Regions from separate parts of the Mus musculus genome. Here region 2 is linked to region 1. Evidence: chromatin contacts called from public HiChIP or PLAC-seq data. All regions are on one chromosome and are shown on one strand. Each heading gives the region's core, a stretch centred on a gene start, on an enhancer-like site or on the middle of the called end of the contact. The rest is flanking DNA. Distances are from core to core; before and after follow the strand shown. Region 1 overlaps Zfp523 (zinc finger protein 523). Region 2 overlaps Fkbp5 (FK506 binding protein 5).

Region 1 (3,608 bases), core at 491-2,990:
AACTCAGAGATCTACCTGCCTCTGCCTCCCGAGAGCTGGGATTCCATGCCTGGCCAAAAATTTGTTTCTTGACAATGAAGTGAGATAGCCCTTGATGTCGTCAACAAGCTCTTGAGGTGGCTTCGGAAGGCCTGTCATAGTCTGTCTAGGATCGTTCTCCTGAGAATGTGTTTTCTCTAGAATACTTCTGAAGCCCGTAGCTCTCTGTCCCTGCATTGTCTGTCCTGTCCCTACACCTGTCATGGTGCAGTCTGGGAGAGAATTTGGGATTTCTAGGTGGGGCTGTGCTTTCTCCTTAGACCCTCTCACTTCCCTTGCTTCAGCTTTCCACAGAGAATTACTAGTTAATGAATTAAAGCGGTTGGCAGCCAACCCTCAACCTGTAGTCTCTGCCTTCGGGAGACTAAGGCAGGTCTGTCTCAAAAGAACAGAATAGCAAAAAGGCGAGCTGTCTAGCCCCAGACCACTCTTCTTAAATCTTTTCTTTTAAAGTTATGTCTTTGCCTCTTCCACCTCTCTGTTTCTCTGTTTGTGACTATATACATTCACACATACACACACACATATATATATAGGTATATATGTATATGTGTGTATGTGTATGTATATATATATATGAATGTGTGTGTATATATATATATATATATTACATTTCTTTTATTTTTTATGAATACACTGTCACTGTCTAAAGACATACAGGAAGAGAGCATCAGATTTCATTACAAATGGTTGTGAGCCACCATGTACCATGTGGGTGCTGGGAATTGAACTCAGGACCTTTGGAAGAACAGTGAGTGCTCTTAACCACTGAGCTGCCTCTCCAGCCCTTTTGTTTCTCTTTCTCCCATCATTCTTCTCAGGTCTGTTTCTTACCTCCCACTGGGTTGCAATATGTGTATCCATGTGTGTGCACTTAATCACACTCAAATAAATGTAGTTGTAAATCTTTTTTTTAAAAATCTTACATCAGAATAATTACTTTTACTTTTAAACTCAGCCTTACTCAAAATCTTAGGACATGCATGATATTCTTTGCTAGAATGTACCATTCGTGGTCCTCTGGTCTGTCCCCACTGGAGTCCTGTCCCCTCTGAAGGTGCAGGAGCCTAATCTCAACTGCCCACTTGCACTTGGCATCCTGGTCTTTTGAACTCACACAGGAAACTGCTTATTAAGTTCCGCTTACAGCAGCTTAAGCCTTCTCTGGCTTGCTGCTCCATACTTTTCCAAAGTCCTTCCACAGAAAGTTCCCAAGACCTAAGATCCACACTGCCAGGTCACAGCCACATCCCTCTTCTCTGGCACCAGTTCCTTTGCCTTGCTGGGACAACATAAATACCTTACGTGACCGATGTGAAAGAGAGAGGGTTTACTTTGGCTCATGTCTTTAAGGTGTTCAGTCCTAGTCATTTGGCCCCATGTACTTGAGCAGAACATCACTGTAGACGGGAGCCTCTGGGCTGTAGGAGAGAGCTGTTCACCTCACGGCTGACAGGAAGGAGGAAATGAAGCAGAAACGGGCCAAGGGGAAACACACACACACACACACCCCACATGACCTCCAAGGACCAACTTCTTCCAGCTAAACCCACCTCCTATAGTTTCTAGAACTTTCTAAAGCAAAAGGGCATTTGCCATTCAAGGTTATGCATAACTATGGAGCTGAGGAGTCACAACTGTGCAGAGCACCAGAACCCATGGAGAATCCCTCTAGGGGTGAGTTTGGGGATTCCCCTGATGGGACAATGTCAGCAGATAGTTGAGTCAGAAGAGGCCAGCTGACGTTTCTCCTTATTGCAGGGCTCAGTTCCTGAGCTGAAGAAAGAGTGAACACATCTCCTGCATTGACTTGTCAGTCTCCCTGTCTTTCTTTCTGTCCTCACTCCCATTCTCTCCCAAGAGAACAGCCTGAGCAGGGAGCCCTTGAGTCTGATCCCAAGAGCCCACTCAGGTGTGGTGGCTCATTCACACTTAGGTGTGAAGGCAGGAAGACAGGAGGAATTCAGGGCTATCCTCAGCTCTATAGTGAGGATAAAGCCAACCTGGGCAACTTGAGACCCCCATCTAAGAGAAGAGAAAAGAGTCCAGGACACAGTGGCCTATACCTGTGGTCCCCCCAAAGCACAAGAGACGTAGGCAGGAGGATTGCAATATGAGGCCAGCCTGAGCCACATATCAAGACCCTGCATAAAATAATCAAGGTTTAGGGATACACGTTCCTGGCTGAAGCCCTTACCTGACATGCAAAGGCTAAAGGTTCAGTCCCAGCCCTGGAAAGGAAGAAAAAGCCTGGCAGGATGCACACTCCTGTAACCTCAGCATGTAGAAGGCAGAAACAGGAGCTTACAATGACTTTGAAGTCTTCATTTGTCTGGTTAGCAAACTCCAGGCCAGCATGGACTACAGAGCAAGATCCTGTCTCAAGGAAAGCTTTGGTGGGTGGGGTGGGAGTGGGGCTTGAGGTTGCATAGATCAAGTAAGGAAACATGCTCACATGACAGTAAGGTGAGTCATAGACCCCACCCCCACAGTAGCCACACTCAGCCTAGGCAGATAGCTCACTCATGGAGCATGAAAGTGTGAGGGCCCGAGTTCAACCTTCAGCACCCACATCAAAAGCTGGGTGAAGTGGCACGTGCTTCTAATCCCCCAGCCAGGAGGATCCCTGGGGACTCTCTGGCCCGCCAGCCTATGGAACCTGGGAGCTCCTGGCCAGCCAATGAGAGATGCTGTCTCAAAGGCAAGGGAAGGCTTATTGAGGAACATCACCCAAGGTTGACCTCTGGCCTATGCACATGCTCATGTGCACACACGTGCACACACGTGCACACTCAATGTGCACACAAACGCCACACACATATACACACACATGTACACGCACAGGCACATGAATCCACACCTCTCTATCCCTTCACTTCCATTTCTTTCGTTTGTTTTTTGTTGCTGTTTTTCAAGAAGGATCTCTTGTAGCCCAGGCTAGTTTCAAGTTCAAACTGTAGCAGAGGCTGGCCTTGACCTCCTGTGCCTCCTCCACCACTTCCCAAGTGCTGGGATTGTAGATGAACACCACCAATCTGGCTCCCATTGCTTTTACTCTGCCTGTGGGGCTCACCAGCGTGAAGGCTGCAGCCTATGGAGGGCTGAGTGTGTTCCTGCCTGCTCTCTGTGAGCTCACTCAAGTCCACAGCCACTGCATTAGGAAGAGACAACTATTCAAAGGAGCATGCAGCCGAGACTCAAGCTGAGTATGGGCGCAGGCTTACACACTCGGGAGGTCAGTCCTGGCCCCAGAGTACATTGTGGCTATCACCCCTACCACAGCATGTCACAGTGGAGGCCCCAGATTTTGGCACACTGTTACAGGGGGAATGAGGAAATCTGTTTTAACTGTTAGTTGGCTGTGTATCTGAATTTCTTGGCATTTGGGAATCCTCCCTGGTTTCAGGATATTCTTTGTTCTCCATTTAGCTCAGTCTGGGCAGCTCACCGTTAGATCAGAAGTTCCCGTCTTCACAGGCCTGGGTAGTAAGAAAGGAAATTGCTTCTTGCAGAGTGGCAGATAAAGTTACTTCATGGCAGGATGTTTCTCCTCAGGGCCTCCAGACTGA
Region 2 (3,846 bases), core at 65-2,564, 230 kb after region 1:
CAAAAAGTAACCAGAAAGTCAGGATGTGACAAAGGCAGAGCAGGAAGGCAATTGCTGGGGCTGGAGACAGTGGGGAAGAGAACCTGCTGCTTGTGCCACAGAGCTGGGGTTCCATTCCTAGCATCTGTATGGAAGCCAGTAACTGTAATAACTGTCTGTGCCTCCAGCTCCTGGGGTCTAATGCCCTCTTCTGGCTTCCATGGGCACTGCATGGATACATTCAGACAAAAAAAGATATACACATAAAAATCTAAAAAGGAAAAAAAAAGGTTTTATTAATTTACATACGTGTGTGTTTGACTATATGCTATGCATGTACAGGTGCCCACAGAGGTCAGAAGAGGGCATCAGAGCCCTAGAACATGGAGTTACGTGGATTTTTTAAGTTGTCCAATTGTGTCTGGAAAATCAGCAGCTAGCCCAAGGTTGCCTGCACCTGATGTCCCAATCTTATTACCTGGGCGTCAGTGGTAGAAGAGGGGAATCATTTCTTCTCACTCTACGTGCACACTTACATACATAATAATACAAATTAGAGATCTTAGGTGACATTCCCGATTCCTCACACATACATGCATGCACCAATCACTTCAGGACATGATGGAATGTTAAGTCAGGAAAAATGAAGGGTCAGAGCTGGTAAACACAGCCCATGATTGTCTCCATGTACATGGAGAAAGGTCACCACAGGCTGGATTGTTTGGCTTCTGAACACTGGTGTGACAAGTCCTGCAAGGTTGCTGACGAGAGCTCGCAGCACCAGGGCCCTGGCAGGCCTCTGCACAGTAAGGACTTGCTCTGAGCGGATCCATGCAGAGGCGCCCGGTTCCTAGTAATCCCACTTCCCCTGCTCTGACTCTGGAAGACCTGTGGGTGCTTTTGACTTTGTATTCCATAGCACAAATACTCATTTCATAAATATTTAATACAAGCCACCATGACTCACTCGGGAGCTCAGCCTCTAGGGCTCAGGAGGTCTGCTGCTAATCTCATCCAGCATGATTTACAGGAAGCAAATGATCTACAATGGTCTCCAAGTGAACACAAGTGCACACAGGAGGCTTTTCTTAGGGATTTTTTTTTTTTTTTTTTTGGTAAAGAGAAACAAACAAGTTTAAAACTGGCAATATTTTCTCTTGACTTAAAAGTCTATGTAACCTGTAAGGGGGGTACTCCAACAAACCCCACAAAGTCAAAGCAAACCAAACTAGCCAAGTTCAGCTGTGCAATCCAGAGTGTAAGCACATCAAGTGAGTCTGGTCACTGCAGACATCACTTAAACTGAGCTCTGACTTATTGTTCTCTTACTGCCCTAGAGCAATTTTGTTTTGAAGAGCACAGAACACCCTGTTCTGAATGTGGCTGGCACATGAACTCGATGTGCTGACAGCAATTTGTTCTCCGATTAAAATGGGGGTGGGGAGCATACAGCAGTAACAAAAACTGAAATGTGAGAACCCCAAAACTGTACAGCTTGTATTTCAGGAAGCAAAACTGAGGAAGAGGCTGCAACTTTTTAAAAAAAGTGCTGTAAATGCCCCAGCCTAAGATGTGAGCTCGGTGAGCGCCTGCTTTCCCTTTTCTAATTATAGTAGCTGGTGTCTGATAGCTCTGCACTCGTCCCCAAAGACTGGGTGATGGGCTCTGAACGGCAGTGTTGTAATGGCATCACTACTAGGAAAGACTGGTCATCTGGCTAGCAGAACCCAGGGTGGGACCAGTCAATGACACTGGGCAAGGGTTCCCAGGAGAGTGGATGTTATTATGCCCCAAGAAGGCAAGCCGGGACTCTTGTAAAGCAGCGAGGTACATTAACCACTGACCACAAGGACATCATTCCTGTCAGGCATGGTGCTCAGACTCCCCCCACACAGCCTCCCTTCCTGCTCTAACTCAGGGGAAGGGTGCACTGCGAGCCAGACCCTAGCCCAGGGCAGGCGCGGGTCCTGACTACTGGAATGGCTTTTATGATCTTAACTGCTCTTCCTTTTACAACAGCAGAGGACTTGAGCACACCTCAACATTAGCCAGTGTCATTCTGCCGCCTAACAACTCTGTCTGTGGTCTCTCCTCCGTTGGTGAGATGATCCTGGCTAGCCTGAAACTGCTAGCAGAAGCGAAGCATTCCAAAGCTAAGTGTAGTGGCGTCTGGCAAGCAGAGGCAAGAGGATCCCAGCCTGTTTGAGAGCAGCTAGGGCTTCATAAAGAGCTGGGAGGTTGAGAGCTACCTGGTGAGACCTGTTCTCAAGCAAACACACATAGCAGCAACAACAACAGGGAGTTTTAAGTACTGAGGAGCTTGGTGATAGGACTCAGAGTAGAGTGCTTACTCCGCACTCTTGAAGCACGAGGTATGAGTCCCAGACCCACACAAAGTAAATAACTAAGAGTTTAGAGTGGGCATAGTGGCACGGGCACTTTGGGGGATTATCACTCAACTCAAGAGGCAGAGAGAGGCAAGAGGACCAGTATTTCAAGGCCAGCCTTAGTGACAGGAGACCTTGTCTCTGAAGAAAACAAAGGGGCTGGACAGATGGCTTGGCTGTTAGCACTTGTTGCTCTTGTAGAGAGGGCCTGGGTTCAGTTCCTAGCAGCCACAAGTGGCTCACAACTACCTATCACTCCAGTTCCAGAGGATAGGATGCCCTCTTCTGCCCTCCTCAGGCACCAGTCATACATATGGTACACAGACATACACGCAGGTAAAGCATGCATAAGCATACAACTGATTTTTTTTTTTAATTGTAAAAGAGAAAAAAGAAGACAGGCGCTACATTAAAGCATTTGAACAGAGCTGGCATTTCATTCATTCATCTGTTCATAGGCAAGCAGTGCATTACGTGTGGGTGTGGAGATGAACTCAGGGAACAACATACAGGGTTATTCCTCACATTAGTAGGGAGGTGCCCTCCAATGAACACTTTAGGATCCCTGTAAGAATGCACTTTTGTCCCACACAGTTGTCAAGTACAAGGAAGAGTCCCAGCAGGCCAGCCCAGAGCTCCACACTGCCTTTGTATGCCACAACACTTAGCACACAGCTCAGGACCCCTATATAAGTATTTACTTAATGACTAATCTGAAAGCAGAGAAAACAGTGGCAATTTACACCAATTTATAGGATTTTTCCTTTCTGAATCTATCAGTCAACATCCTTATTTATTTACTTATTTTTGGTTTTTTGAGACAGGGTTTCTCTGTATAGTCCTTGCTGTCCTGGAACGCCCTCTGTAAACCAGGTTAGCCTCAAATTTGTGATCCAGCAGCCTCTGCTTCCGAGCGCTGGGCCGAAATGTGTGCACTACCACCACACTGGCTTTTGTTTTGTCTGTCCAGTACTCTGATTTTAACAAGCTCCAGGAGGCTGTCAATGCAGCACTGCCCCAGAGCTTTTATCCTGTACGAAATCCTAAAATGAACACTTCATTAGTGGCTTGGATTTTTGTTTGTTTTGTTTTGCTTTCTTTTTTTTTTTTTTTCTATTATGATTCACTCCACTTGAAGACCTGGAGATACTTTCTAGAAAAAGGAGCTATCTACCTCTAAAACACCTGAAAAGAATATACTGCTATTTTCTGAGACACAATGAAATAGTTTTAAAAACCTGTGATTTTGCTGGGCAGTGGTGTCACACACCTTTAATCCCAGTGTTCAGGAGGTGGAGGTGGAGGCAGAGGCGGAGGCATCTCTGTGAGTTTGAGGACAGCTGGTTTACAGAGTGAGTTCCAGGATGGCCAGGGCTATACAGAGGAACCTTGTCTTAAAACAAAACAAAACCTAAGATAAAAAGCAAAGAAAACCCTGTGCTTTCTTCCTGTGGTCATTTGCTAGCCATCACTCAATGTT

Evidence for each region. HiChIP or PLAC-seq counts read pairs in DNA pulled down with a chosen protein or histone mark.
Region 2: a contact with region 1 is called in an H3K4me3 HiChIP or PLAC-seq map of bone marrow-derived macrophages, with 4 times the contacts expected there. The contact joins two enhancer-like sites. A contact is called at or near these places in 2 of 484 Hi-C or Micro-C datasets (the HPC-7 cell line and the N1E-115 cell line), 1 of 115 datasets of contacts at active chromatin or transcription factors (bone marrow-derived macrophages) and 2 of 9 other capture datasets (adipose tissue and pancreatic islet).

The regions. Positions count from the first base shown.
Region 1 is chr17:28,191,206-28,194,813 of GRCm38.p6, forward strand. The region is part of intron 2 of Zfp523 (zinc finger protein 523); the gene reads left to right. Among named protein-coding and RNA genes, the nearest start is that of Def6, 15 kb to the right of the region's middle. Within about 2 kb of position 1,741, at least 42 of the 459 cell types and tissues checked have an H3K27ac peak or open chromatin away from gene starts, as enhancers often do. A contact at or near this core is called in bone marrow-derived macrophages, where this site is marked.
Region 2 is chr17:28,418,982-28,422,827 of GRCm38.p6, forward strand. All of the region lies in intron 5 of Fkbp5 (FK506 binding protein 5), which reads right to left. Among named protein-coding and RNA genes, the nearest start is that of Gm22146, 26 kb to the right of the region's middle. Within about 2 kb of position 1,315, at least 132 of the 459 cell types and tissues checked have an H3K27ac peak or open chromatin away from gene starts, as enhancers often do. A contact at or near this core is called in bone marrow-derived macrophages, where this site is marked.